Regions from separate parts of the Columba livia genome. Here region 1 is linked to region 2. The links are chromatin contacts, called in public Hi-C maps. All regions are on one chromosome and are shown on one strand. The core of a region is the stretch at or near the end of the contact, and the rest is flanking DNA. Distances in the headings are between cores, read along the strand shown.

What was found. Hi-C and Micro-C count contacts between places; a contact is called where the count stands out from the background.
Region 1: a Hi-C map of crop shows a contact between it and region 2, with 2.1 times the contacts expected there. The contact joins two enhancer-like sites. A contact is called at or near these places in 2 of 2 Hi-C or Micro-C datasets (crop and liver).

Annotation. Positions count from the first base shown.
Region 1 is chr15:9,123,124-9,129,794 of bColLiv1.pat.W.v2, forward strand. All of the region lies in intron 2 of LOC110360972 (a long non-coding RNA gene), which reads right to left. Among named protein-coding and RNA genes, the nearest start is that of TBC1D24, 25 kb to the right of the region's middle. Within about 2 kb of position 4,343, at least 1 of the 3 cell types and tissues checked has an H3K27ac peak away from gene starts, as active enhancers do.
Region 2 is chr15:8,934,816-8,941,647 of bColLiv1.pat.W.v2, forward strand. It overlaps LOC102083672 (ankyrin repeat and fibronectin type-III domain-containing protein 1), which reads left to right. Exons shown (of 24, transcript XM_021291851.2): 6 at 689-817. Among named protein-coding and RNA genes, the nearest start is that of NTN3, 97 kb to the right of the region's middle. Within about 2 kb of position 4,621, at least 1 of the 3 cell types and tissues checked has an H3K27ac peak away from gene starts, as active enhancers do.

The DNA of each region.
Region 1 (6,671 bases), core at 3,093-5,592, 190 kb after region 2:
TACTTGGAGGCCTTCCGAGCCATGGTGGTGATCAAGCTCTGCCCAAATTCCTTCCTAGCAGGGCTGCCTTGCCCACACTGCAGCAGCCCAGCGTGTACCTCCATCCACCAGACACTGTCCTCAGCACTTGCTTCTCCAAGATGATCCAAGCAATGTGGCTGACAGAGTTGGTGGCACCCTGGTGCTCCCATGAGGATGTAGTGGCAGCCCAGATTGTGCTGGCAGACGGGGACTTGGAAAGGAGAGTGGTGGTGGTACAAGCCCAGAGCTGTCCTGGCAGCCCACGCCACAGTCCTGGCAGGAGGCACCAGTAAAGGACACAGGACGCTCTCCACCAGCAATGTTGGGGACAAGCAGTGTGGCACAGCAGCACAGTGCTGCTCCTAACCAGAGCAGGAGTTTTTGGAGGGACGTGTCCCAGCACTAGGGCATGGAAGGGTGCTACACATTCTCACCCCCCCACACGCTGATCTTATCACCAGCCTCAAGACTCAGACTCATTTTTGTCTCGATATTGAATTCGCTCTGGTTTTGATTTGGGGGGATGATGCCGTATCTAGCGCACAGCCCTTGATTAGCACACGCACCGGCACACACACACACACAACATTGCCAGACTCAATCACACGTTTGCTCAAGACCTCTTGGAAATCTTTGGATTCAGACCAACTTTTCTTCTCTTACATGCGTGTGTTGTAGTCCGATATTTATAGTTTACTTAAAATAAATGGCTCCTTATGTTTCCTGCTTCCTGCTCCTGAGGCGAGGGTCTCATGGGGTTGCTGTCTGTCTTATTCTCTCTTTCCTCAACCTTTTGCTATTTTTTTCCTCTTCCATAAGCATTTTTTTTACAGATCTTACATTTGCCGGATGCTGCTGAGCCTTGTCTCAGGTTCCTTCAGTGGGAGCCAAGCACAGATCCAGGCCACAATGCAGACTCGCAGCACTGGAACGTGAGGATGCAGCACCCAGACTCATGGCTACAGCACAGAAGGGAAGGGGACAAGAGTCTCCCTGCACACTCTTGTTTGCCCCACTTGGGTTGCAAGCATGGGGCTCTTCCCTGCAACCCCCATTGCAGGAGGGATCTTCTCCCCAGACCAGGGTGCAGTGCTGCCCAGTGAAGCCTCATGAGGGTCTCTGCTCCCACCTGGCCCAGCTCTGAGCAGGCTGCTCCCAGGCTGCTCCAGTCAAGGCCTGAGTATCTCCGAGGACAGCAATTCCCATCTCCAGGTCCCTATTCCAGTATTTGAGCATCATCACGGTGGCCTCATGATTTGTCCTTGCACTTACAGGAAACTTCCCTTGTTCCAGCTCCTGCTGATGTCTCTCACCATCTTTCTGCACACTATTGAAAAGCTCTGGCTGCATCTTCCCTGTGCCCTTCCATTTGGTTCTTGGACAACCAAATGCCCCGTACCCTACAGCAAAGGGAGCACAAGTCCTCAATGGAGGGTGGAAACCTCCTGAGGAACTCAGACACTCACCAAGGGCAGGTCTGGGGGAGCCAGAAAGGGTGACCCAGGAGACTCCATGGGTGAGAAGCAATCCCCAGGCGGCTGCCTGTGCCTTGCAGTGTCTTGCAGCACAAGATGTGGGGATGTTGCCAGAGCACCTCTGCAGACAGCGGGAGGACAGAGGGATTAAACCAATGTTTGCGTGGCCTTTCCCACCCAGCAGCCTCTTGGCAGCTCTCTCCATTGCTGGGGCCGACAAGCCCCATTTGTTTTGGAAGAGCCGTTTGTTTTCTAACCCTCTGCTGTGAAAGGAAACATTTGCACTGCAAAAACTATCCTCCCTTCTTGTCTCAGACCCTGGGGCTCCATTTGGCCCTGTCTTCCCATGGGTAGCCCACCTGTACACACGCAAGCTCACACCCAGCCCATCTTGTAGTATGCGAGTGGGATCCCATACTCCCTGTTCACACACTGGCCTGCACACTGCACATCCAGATACATATGTGCAGGCTCAAACACTGCCACCCACAAGCAGGCATGTAGGCTCACAAGAGTGCAAGCTCACATACTGCACCTTGTACACACTTGTGCAAGCTCACACTCTGCTTCTTTCCACACACGTTTGCAAGCTCACACACTGCACCTCTGCAGGCAGTTACCATCACTCTGGGACGGCAGTCTGGAGAGGCCCTTGTCCTCACCCTCGAAGCACCACCGTGGTGCACAGATAAGCCCAGGCAAGTTGGAGGAGAGCTGGTTACACATCAGTCACCCTCTCAGCCTGCTCGGTGGCCCAAGCACGATGCCAGGCAGGACTGACTCTGCAGTGGCTTTGTGGGCAAAGTGGTGCCCAGCACCGCTCCGGCCGCTGGCAGCGCTGTGCAGGCAGCAGGGCTGAGCATCCCGGGAGAGGCTGAAGCCTCTCTCCACCCCAGGCACAAACAAGACAGCACCCACAGCCCTCATCCGAGCAGCAGTACCCCACCACCTCCCCGGCTCCCGGGAAACACCTTGCAGAAAAAAAGAGAATCACAGAATCGTAGATTCATATACTGCTTTGGGTTGGAAACGACATTTAAAGCTCATCTAGTCCAGCTCCCTGCCATGAGCAGTGACATCTTCACCCAGATCAGGTTGGTCAGAGCCCTGTCCAGCCTGGCCTGGGATGTCTCCAGGGATGGGGCATCCACCACCTCTTGGGGCAACCAGGGCCAGGGTCTCACCACCCTCAGTGTAAAGAATTTCTTCCTTGTATCTACTTTGAATCTATTCTCTTTTAGTTTAAAACCATCACCCTTTGTCCTATTGCAACAGGCCCTGCTAAAAAGTCTGTCCCCATCTTTCTTGTAAGTACTGAAAGGCCACAATAAGGTCTCCCAAGAGCCTTCGCTTCTCCAGGCTGAACAACCCCAACTCTCTCTGCCTTTCCACAGAGCAGAGCTGTTCCACTCTCTGATCATTTTTTATCCCAAAGGCTTCATCCAGGAGGAAACCTGGATGTAAAGGCAGGAGTAAAGCCTGGCTTTCTCCTCCAGACAGCCCTGCAGGCACACGGTCCCATTAGGAAACACTTCCAGCTGATGGCACCACACAGGCCAGGGCTGTTTCCCTATGGTATTTTGACCTCATTTACTCTTTTCCTTTCCTTTTCTTTTGTCTTTCTTTTCTCTCTTGTCATTCCTTATTTTAACTTTTTCTTTGTCCTTTTCTTTTTTAATTAATTATATCTTACCTTTCCTCTTTTTTTCTAATTTTTCATTTTTTTCTTTTTCATTTTCCATTTCATTTTTCCTCTCCTTTTCTTTCCTTCCTCTCTCTTCTCTCTGTTCCAGCTGCATGCAATCCACGCAAAGAGCATTTGACTTTCACACACCCGTTAATCATTTGCCAGCTTGGCTCATGAGCAGTGCTGTGGCACATGAGCACAGGAGCACCATAGTGCTGGGCTGTGAGTTAGGGTTGGGGCAGCAGGGGGACAGCAGCAACAGCCTGAGCCCCCAGTGCCTCACAGCACTGGAGGTGATAGCATGGGGGGACTCATGGTGGGGAAACGCTGGTGAATGCCCTCACTGTAATGAGCAAAAACCCCCCACAAAACTGCTCCTGCAGATAGCATGACAATGGGCTGAAATAAACGGCCTCCTCAAAATGCTCCCGCTGGGATCAGGGCCACCAGCAGCCGCTGCCTTGGCAGTGCTGCCTCACCAGCACCCAGCAGGCAGCTCTGCCCACCCTGCTGGGGCCAGCTCCCCACCCCAGCATGGCCCCGGCTCGCTGCTGAAAATCTCCAAATTTCTGTGGATAAAATGTCCTTGGAGAAAAGGGGATTAACCTAGGCGAGGGGTGGCCTCAACTCCAGGGCTAGAAGATAAACTGGGCTGCTGGGTGCAAAGCGACACAAGAGTGGGGATCCTCCCTGCCCAGCTGATCCTACAGCTGGCCTGAGGCCCTGGAGGTGGATGGCCATCTGAGGGTACAAGAGGAGCAATTTCTGACAGCAAACTCTGACAAAGGGAGGAGCACACCAAGGGTCTAGCAATATTTTCTAGTGTGTTTCTGGGCAGTTTCTGGGTTCATGATGGAGGAGGGCAGCCTGGTACTCGGATGGCTGCGGAGGACAAATCTCAAGCCTCACAGCAAACCAGCTCCAGGATTTACATCCAGGAGCTCAAACAAACCTTTTTCCAGGTCTTCATCGAGTGCTTGGTCTTTGCCCAGCGCCAACCTCGCTGCCATTAGCACAGCCCTCCTCTGCGGGGAACCCTGGGGTGGTATGATGCCATCATCCCACAGCGAGAAACAGGACCCAGAAAGCCAAAATGCCCAGAGTCCCCTGGCTGCTCACAGCAGGCTGAAGACCACATCTACCAGTCATGAGCACAAATTCCTTGGCCATCCTCCATGTCCTGCACAGCCTGGAGGCACTAAGGGACTTTGTACCCACCAGGGAAACCAAGGCCCAGCCCGGGACAGGATTTGGGAGGCCCATGGGAGTGAAGAGCAGAGCTTTGGGAGCCACCTCACAAATTAACTCCCCGGACCGCCAAAGCACTGTGCAGTGGGAGGGTGGGAGGTGCCATGGGAGCACCAGGGCTGGCCATGCTCTCCCCCAGCACACTGACAACTCTCCAGCTGCTGGGACAGAGTTGACGTCAACTGGAGCAAAGCACCACCCCACAGAGCCACGGGGTCAACGTAACCTCTGGCTGTCCTGGGCAGCCTCACAGAGACACCACTGAGAGTGGCCACAGTCACCTTTGCATCCTGGGAAGTGTCCCCCACCCACAGACCATGGGACGCCCAGTGTGGCCCAGCAATGGGCATGATGCAGCCCACTCCTACAGAGCCCAAACCCTCCCTGACATCGACAGCTCCCAGCTCTTTTTCTCCTGGTACAAGGAATCCTCAGAAAGGGTCCAGGGCATCCAGCTTGGATGGGAGCTACAGCCAAGCGCCTCAGGCAAGCCACGAGGATGCTGAAGCATTTCAGAGCACAGGGGCAGGCCAGCGGGACCTGGCAGGCGATGAGACGGGAGGACAATACAACGGCCCATTTGTGCTCCCGGCTCCTGGCCCCCCTGTCCTGCCCCATGCCATAGTAAGGCTGGTATTCAGGAATTAATTGATGTAATTAAAGTGTGGCATGACTTTGCCACAGCCTCTGAAGGCGGTGGCAGTGGGCCAGGGTCTCTGGGTGGAGGAGGAGCCCCTCGCGTGCTATTCTCCCTATAGAAAAAGGGCAGATCTTGGGCAGATCCAAGGCATGAAATCAGTATAAAGAGATTGTCAGGGAAGCGTAACGGTGCCGGTCTTGCCGCCATCAGCACCTGCAGGGTGATAATTCACCCCAGCAAGCTGCTGCATCCCATCCTACCGCAACAGCACCTCTGGTAGGAGAAGCCAAACCCAACACTGAGTGGGTGCCTGGGGACATGACAAGCCGGCTGACTCTGTGGTTGCTCCACTCCGGTTCTGCACTGTGGCTCCTGAGAGCAGATAAGACTCAGACAGAGGGCTGGGGCTGTAATGGCAGTTTGGAGTCCCCTCACCTTACCCCAGAACATGCACTGCAGGACAGGAATGTCCCCAGCCTTCCCCCTTCCCCTGCCCGAGCTCTCAGAGGCGGCATGATTCAAGCAGTGACAGTAACAATATCCTGACACCAAGAGCACACAGGGAGAGTGAACAGAGCCTGTCCCTGATTTCTGACTGCTTGCCCGGGTGGGAATAATTTTCCCGCTGGGGTTCCTGTGTCAGAGAGTTGCTGAGCCTGGGGCTAACCGCAGCGCGCCAACTGGAGCCCTCCCAGCTCACTGCTGGCCTGGCAAGGTTGTAAGCAAACTCCCTGGTGCTTTCAGCAGCCGGGGGAGAATGGAGCGGCACAGACCACGGGGAGTGGGATCCCACACAGGGCTCTGTGGCGAGCTGGTGACAGGGGATGCCTTATTGTTAATGAGGTGCAGAAGAGGATGCAGAAATCCACCACCTTGCCTCCCCAAGGGCGCTGGCTCTGCAGCCACCCCAGCAGCTTTCTCCGGGCACTGGAGCAGTGGCAGGCTGACCCTGACACTCCTCCACATCTCCCCATCTGAGCACCAAGCATGCCTGCGCCTGTTGGAGGGATGCAGGGGGCAGGTCAGGGTGCTGGGCCACAGACGACCAGTCTGAGCCCGCTAGCACCAGGGTCTGGTTACTGCAGGATGGAGGAGTCCATCGCCATCCCTACAGCACAGGGACAGCATAAGGACCAACCTCTGTCCCCTCCTGGGACCTCCACAGCCCCTTGCATCACTCCACCACCCATCATCCTGGGCACAGTCCAGACAACAGTCTGACCTCCCGCCAAGGAAGAAGGACAAACCAGGAAGCTGGAGATGAACAGCTCTGGTGTAAGCATCTCTCCAGGGTCCCCATCCCAGCACCACTGCATCCCCTGCGGCCTCAGGCAATGGGCTGCACATTGGTTTCCTTTGGGAAAGGGAGAAATAAGCCATGTGTTGGCTTATTTCAGATGGCCATTTGAGGTGATGGTTGTCTCTGTGCCAGAGTGGTATCTACAGCCAGGCAATCCATCCTGACGGGCCCTGGGATGGCAGAGCAGGATCACAGAGCAGGTAGGGCATCCACATGGCTGCAGCCACTGGGCTCGCTGCTCGAGAGATGAGCTGGGAGGGCAGCACCTCCAGGGACCATCCCAGCCCCTCATCCAGCACA
Region 2 (6,832 bases), core at 3,371-5,870:
GAACTGCAGGTGACACTGGATCATCCCACCTGGCGGGAAGGGGCATTGTCAGTGCGGATTGTCAGTTGCAGCTGAACCTGTTTGCTCGCAGGCATTTCTGTTTCCTTCTCCAAAACATCTCTGACATGGGCTGATTTCCATGTCAGCCCTCAGCAGGAAAGCTGTCTTGGTGTCTGAGAGCCCCAGCTGGGACCCTGCAGGGGCTCTGGGGCTCCTCTGAAGGAGTGTGTGGCCGTGGCAAAGGTCTGCTTTGCTTCTCTCCACCAATGCTTCCCTGGCTGCCTGGCCCCTCTTGGGCAGGCACTTGCAAGAAGCAGAAGCAGCCAGCATTTCTCCAGCATTGTCTGTCACCAGTTTGCATTTGAGTAGGAGCATACGGCCTAGGGAGGTGATTTTGCTGCAGAGGGGAGTGGGACCCAGTGCTAACTCAGCCTGCCAGGCTCACATCTTCGGTTTTGCTAAGAGCAGACTATGGACCTGTGCTGGTCCTGGCTTCGTGAAGCGATGCTAAACTTGCTGCTGCTCCACCTCTTTCCCCCAAGCCTGGTGCCGCCTCATCCCAGTGCTACTGACCCTCCGGGAACCCCTTGCTTCAGCTTCGAGCATCACCTGGCTTTGTGCCGTGGTCCAGCCGCTGGGAGCCAGAGTGCTTCAGTGACATTAATGCCTTTCCTCTCCCCTTCCCCAGGTCGGAAAGCAGCCTCTCTAGGTTTGCCCACCGCTTGTCAGTTAAGCAGAAGCAGGAGAAGAGAAGGAAAGCTGAGTATGCCTCGGCCGAGCTGTCTGCCTTCCGGCCCAGGTCTCTGAGCATTGAATGGTAAGAGCTGCAGGACAGGGCTGGGGGAAGGAGCTGCTGCCTCTCCAGTCCCCCTCCTGTCCCCTGTCCCCGCTGCTGCCACTCTCTGTCCCTGTCCAAGTACCGTCCTATGGGACAACACCCCTTCAACCTCCTTCATCTGCTGCGGAAGTATTGAGCCGAAACATCCCCCCTTGCCCCAGTGCAGGGAGCAGTGAGGAGCCCCAGGTGGCTCCTTCCTTAGAGGGCTGAAGAAGACCCCATGAACTGAGCCATGGGGTCTTTGGGGGCTCATAGTGGGATGCAGATATGCACATCTGCTGGGTTGGGGCCAGTGAGTGCATGATCTGCAGGAGACCCTGCTGCCAGCTCCTCCTCTTCTCTCTCCTCTCTCCTCTCCCCTCCTCCATGTTCCTTATGGGAGGTGCCAGAAGATGCATCCTGCAGCCTCTTGCTGCCCAATGCACCTCTGTTGGACAAACCAGGGCCAAGAGCAGTAGCGGGACAGACACAGCTGGCATGGGGGCACCAGGAGCTGCAGGGGCTCCCCCTTGGCACCATGAGCAGTGTGGGGGTACAGAGCTGCCCCAGCATGAGCCCCATTTGCCCAGCCCGGAGGGATGCAGCGCTTCCTTCCCCGCTGCTGCGGCGCCTGCGGGGCCCCTCCTGCCGAGCGCAGGTCTCCAACTGCAATCTCTGTTCAAGCGGGGAGTAATTTATCCTGGGTTTCTAAGCTCTGATGCAACAGCCTTGGAAGCAGATCACAGTCAAACATCCCAGTGTTAGAAGTGACCTGCTAAGGATATTTAAAAGAACTGGAAATTGCATTGCTTTCTGCTTCCTTAGATGGATAAAGGAGGGTAAAACTTTTTTTTTTTTTTTAAGAAAGAAAAAAAGAAACGCTTAGAAATTGCAAGAATGTCGAGTTTGGTTTTCGTTTTCCCTGCTTTTTTTGGAGATCTTTCTGGCATTTATTGTATGTTCTAACACTTGAGTGTGAGGCTGTGGAGTCCTCCTCAAAGGCTTCCTCTCTCTGTGAGGTTAGTTAGGCATCAAAGCTAACTAGGTATTAATGAGGCCAGACAAAGAATTTAAGCTATTTGGTGACAGATCGCTTTCTTCTCCAGTTGCACAACTTTGTTCCCTTTGCTGAAAAGATGTCATTGGGAAAGCTGTTCTGCAATCACTGTGAATCTTCCAAACAGACAAATATGTGAATTTGTAATATACCAAATAGGAAAAGAAGCAAATAAGTCATTAAAAGTAATCAGAGTTTCTCTTTATTCATAATAAAGAAGCAAGATAAGTCAGTAAATCTCTTTTCTCCCTTTAAATGTCTCTTTGAAGCCCCCGTATCCTATTTTAGCCCCACTGTGTCAAGGTATGTTTGTGATATGTTTTCACTCACCTTGTTGCGTTTTCCTGGGGGAAACCATCTGCCTTGTATGAGTTTGCAAAACACCAGGGGCAGCATCAACACCACAGCAGTGGTAGGTGATGCTACTTTATGGGGTGTTTGTAAGCCAGCTTGGAAATGAGCTCTTGGAGAGGAGGAATCACCTCTGCTTTCGGTTTGCCACATGCCGTCACATTGGAGATCGAGGCTGGAAAGCATGAGGTGTGAAAGGACCTGGTGTCACCTCTGCTGCAGGGACATGGCCGCGGCTGGTCTGGCTGGGAGGAGGATGACTGCCCTGTGGTCATGGGTTTTATCTGTGCCTGGAGATGTCTTGAGCTGGATCAGACGTCCGACCTGGCACCCAGGCTTGGGTGGACCGGGTGCTGGGAATTGGGTGCTGGGGCTTGGTGGCACTCAGCAGCAGGACACAGCAGAAGGGTGACCCACGGGGGTCGCAGTGACAAGGAGCTGGGCAGGCAGCAGTGGGGTGAGGATCCTGCCTGCCACCTGCACCCCATCTTGATTTGCTTGTTAACCCTCTCCCTGGTGCCGCAGTTAGGAGGACAACCCAGGAGCTGTGCTGGCTGTGGTGTTGCAGTGCAGGAATGTTACTGGTTTGACGTGCATACAGCCCAGTTTCCAAAGGGCAGCGGGGCCACCTGCACGCCCAGCATGGAGCGCTGCGTCCCCGCAGGACAGACATGCTGCTGGCAGATTTTCACATGTGCCGGTGGTTCGTGTGCCTGGTCCACACGTGCACGCTTGCCCTCAGAGAGGCACTCGGCAGCTTTTCCCATGCAAGCACCAGCCTCCTCTGCAGCCGCATCCTGCAAAGGGGGCATCTGGTCTTTTCCCTGGTTTGAAACATTAGTTCTTCCCTTACCTGATACATCTTCAGGGATCTGTGATCAGCATAGCAGGATCATTACCCTCAGCTAGTTGCTCCAAACCGCTGTGCTGCACACAGGGGAAGGGCCTTCGGAGCTACGGGTGTCACTGCCCCTGCTCGCCCCATGCCTTGCACCTGAGCTCCTGGGCAGCAGGCAAGGGAAGCATGGCTCGTGCCTTTGCAAATACACAGAAGCCTCGTTTGGCTTCCAGAGCAAATATCTGCATGCATCAAATCTGTATGTATTTATAAGCTTAACCCAAGGTCAACGATGCGTCGTTTTACCTGCCTCTGTGCAGAGGGTGAACACACAGTGTATGATAGGGAGTTCAGCTGATCCCATGTGGGTAGGAGGGGGATACAATAGCAATGGACTGTGTTTTCCTAAATCAGGAGCTTCTGGGAATCCTGCCCATCTGAATCCCAAGGCCTGAAGGCAAGGAACAGCTTGTGGACCTGCCGTTACCTGTTGCCAAGGAGGAGGCAGAGATTATAGGCACAAAATCATCAGTGCCCATTGCTTTGAAAAGCTGGGTGTCAGTCTGGTGGAAGGATTAATGTTTTCTCCCTGAAATTCCTACAAAAACACTGTCAGTGTCTCTGCCATAGCAAAAGCATCCTTACATCTCATCCCCACGCAGGGCAAGCTGAGCCAGTTTTTCATCATTCTCAGGTGCTTAGGTGGGACTGGATGGAACTGGGGTAACCAAGAAGGAGATGTACAGTGTCACAGTGTCTGCCTAACACTGAGCACTGCCAGGTAGGGTGGGAACAACAGATCACTTCATGTCCCCTTGGCCTTGCTCCCTGTCCATGAGGACACCTCGAAGCCCTGTGGGGCAGAGTCCCTGGGCGATGGCAGCTCTCTGGGACACAAGATGCAGTTATTTGCTGCCACAATAAATAAGGTGCTGAATGTCCCACGCTGCCTACCCAAAAGTGCAGGGATGCTCCTGTCACAGGTCTTGCAGTCCCTGCATCTGTCAGAGCACATCTCCCCTGCTCTCCGGGTGGGATGTGCTCGTGTGCTGCATTTCTCCATGGGCACAAGGCAGGCTTTATCTGCACAGCACGTGTTTATGTGCTGCACCAGGCGAATGGAGCACGGTCCTGCTCCCAAGCGCAACCAACAGTGAGCGGAGCCTCGTTAGTTCCACTTATTAAAAAAAAATTGCTGGGGGGAAGGGAGAGAAGGCAGGGAAAAAGTGAAGTATTGAGAAAACACTTCTTTCATTCATATGTTGTTTACTGAAATAAATACTTCATTATTAGGCTTTTTTTAGGCTATTTTTTTAAGAAGTCAGTGCTACAAAGTCCCCAGTGTTAGGGCCCGTGAATGTGCTGTATCACCTCAGTCCGGTGCCCCCAGGAGCCGGGGTGTTGCTGCCAGGAGGTGCCCAGAGAGAAGCACCGTGGGGAGTGGGGCAGCACGAGACTTTCCCAAGCTTGAGGGAGAAACCTGGGGGCTGCTCCTGTCTGGCTTTATTTAGGTTTGCTGATTCCCTTTCTTGTCCTCTTTGCTGGACGGTGCAGGCCTGTGGGGTACCAGGGGAGCTTGAGCCCAAATAAAGGGCAGAAACTGGCAATTGAGGCAAGGAAGCATTTTGGGTCCAATTGATTAAAACTCTGCTTTCTGCTGCTCTGTGATACTAATCTAGCTCCAAAGCCTAAGCATGAAGGTGTGCAAGACAAAAGCACTCTTTATTTGAAGCTCACCACCTTCTGCTGTTGGAGTGAAGAAGGTGAAAGCTGATGGCTCTTGCAGAGACCTCTTACCGTCCCTACAGCAACCGCAAAACACTAGCAATCCCTTTTCTCCCCCCTTAGGGTGAATCAAGGCAAAGAGCTTCCTCTCGTCTTGTGCGTGTTACCTGAGAAATGATCCACATTTGTCTTTCCTCTTAATCAAATCTTAACCCAATAAAAGGTCTGCAATCTGCTAGTTTACACTTGCCTGCGTGGAGCCTGTGAGCCTGTGTGCCCTCTCGCATCCTTCCAGCTCTGGTGCTCATCAGGAGTTCCACCCTGGCAGGTTTGTCCTCCTGACATCCCTGTGTTTCTTCCCTTCCCTTCCCTTCCCTTCCCTTCCCTTCCCTTCCCTTCCCTTCCCTTCCCTTCCCTTCCCTTCCCTTCCCTTCCCTTCCCTTCCCTTCCCTTCCCTTCCCTTCCCTTCCCTTCCCTTCCCTTCCCTTCCCTTCCCTTCCCTTCCCTTCCCTTCCCTTCCCTTCCCTTCCCTTCCCTTCCCTTCCCTTCCCTTCCCTTCCCTTCCCTTCCCTTCCCTTCCCTTCCCTTCCCTTCCCTTCCCTTCCCTTCCCTTCTTATTGCTCTGGTTTTATTCTATTTGTTCCTCTGCTCCTCTTCCTCTCACACTCCTTTTCCCATACTCACCTCTTGTTGCCCACCTTGATTTTCCTCTGTATTTTCTTCTTGGATGTTTGCTTCTACTTGCTGCCTTTTCTATTTGGGCCCCTCGAGATTTTCATGTCAGACAGCTTTCCTGCAATCCATGGTCGAAATAGCCTATTCCCATGGTGGCTCGGGAAGAATGCAGTGCATTCCTCGCTTCCCCCATCCCCTTATCTCGGTTCTGCTCCTTGGCTGCCCACCACAAGCTGTTAAAGCAACACTGGCAGGAGCATGTCGTCCGGTGGTTAGACACATGGGGACGAAGCCAGCCGGCTCGCGTTCAGTCTTGCCTGTGTCTTGTTTTGCTGCCTGACCCCTGGCATGTTGCTGAATATCAACTCCTCACTTCCCCACTGCCGAGGAGGGGGATGCGCAGGGGCATGCCTGCCCCAGTGCAGACCATGCCCACCCGGATGGGAAGGTGTGGAGTGGTTTTCCCAGCATGTCCCAGCACCAGGGCTGGGTGTAAGGGCTGGCAGGCATCCCTCTGTGATAGGACCACAATGCCATGGGGCAGGAGCTACAGCAAGGCACAGAAACTGTGCTGGCACCATCGGGCTGGCAGAGGCGACAAACGTGACTGCTGCTGCACTCTGTAGGTGTTTTGGGTTTGGTTATAAAGCAAAAGGTTTTTAATGGAAGTGTGTTTATGAAAGTTGTTTAAACATTTATAGTGCAATAATATTTCCTCTGTGAGTTTAGATGGTCTTGTGTGGTGTGGAAATTCTCCTTAAATTGCTGTGCTGAGGCATGAAATCCATGCCATGGAGGTGCCTGGCATTGCTCGGCCTCCTTCCATAGCTGTTCTTGGCTGACACGGGCAGGCGGCGTGGGTGACCTGTCCCCATCGGCAGGCTCCTCGCGTTCTGGCACCCGAGTGCCACGGTCCCAGGGCTGCAGAGCCCGTGGGAGGTGCTGAGTTGCCGGCTGATCCGTCCGTCTGTTCCCCAGCCAGTGCACTGGAGGGGCTGCTACTGCAAAGTTCGAGGAGCGCCTGGTGCTGTTCCCATCGCAGTAATCTGTGGCCATGTAGGACTCTTTGCTTGACGGTCGTCTGTTTGCTGGGGAAAGCCAGCACAAAGTGAATTGTCAGCAGTGTTTTGGGAAGTGGAAAGGAGCAGCACTGCAAAGACAGAGTGCTCAGAGCTGCTCTGGGTTTTGCAGCCCTACTCGAGCTGTCTTACTCTTCTGAGTATTGGAGTCCCTTCTCTTCCCAGCTGAGGAAGCTCTTAGTCTGAGTGAGGAAAAAGGGAAAAACAGACCCTGAGCTTTCCAGTGAAGGTGAATAGTGCCAGAGCCTCGGAGGTGTGTGGGCATCGGGGAGCCAAGAGATGCTCTGGGC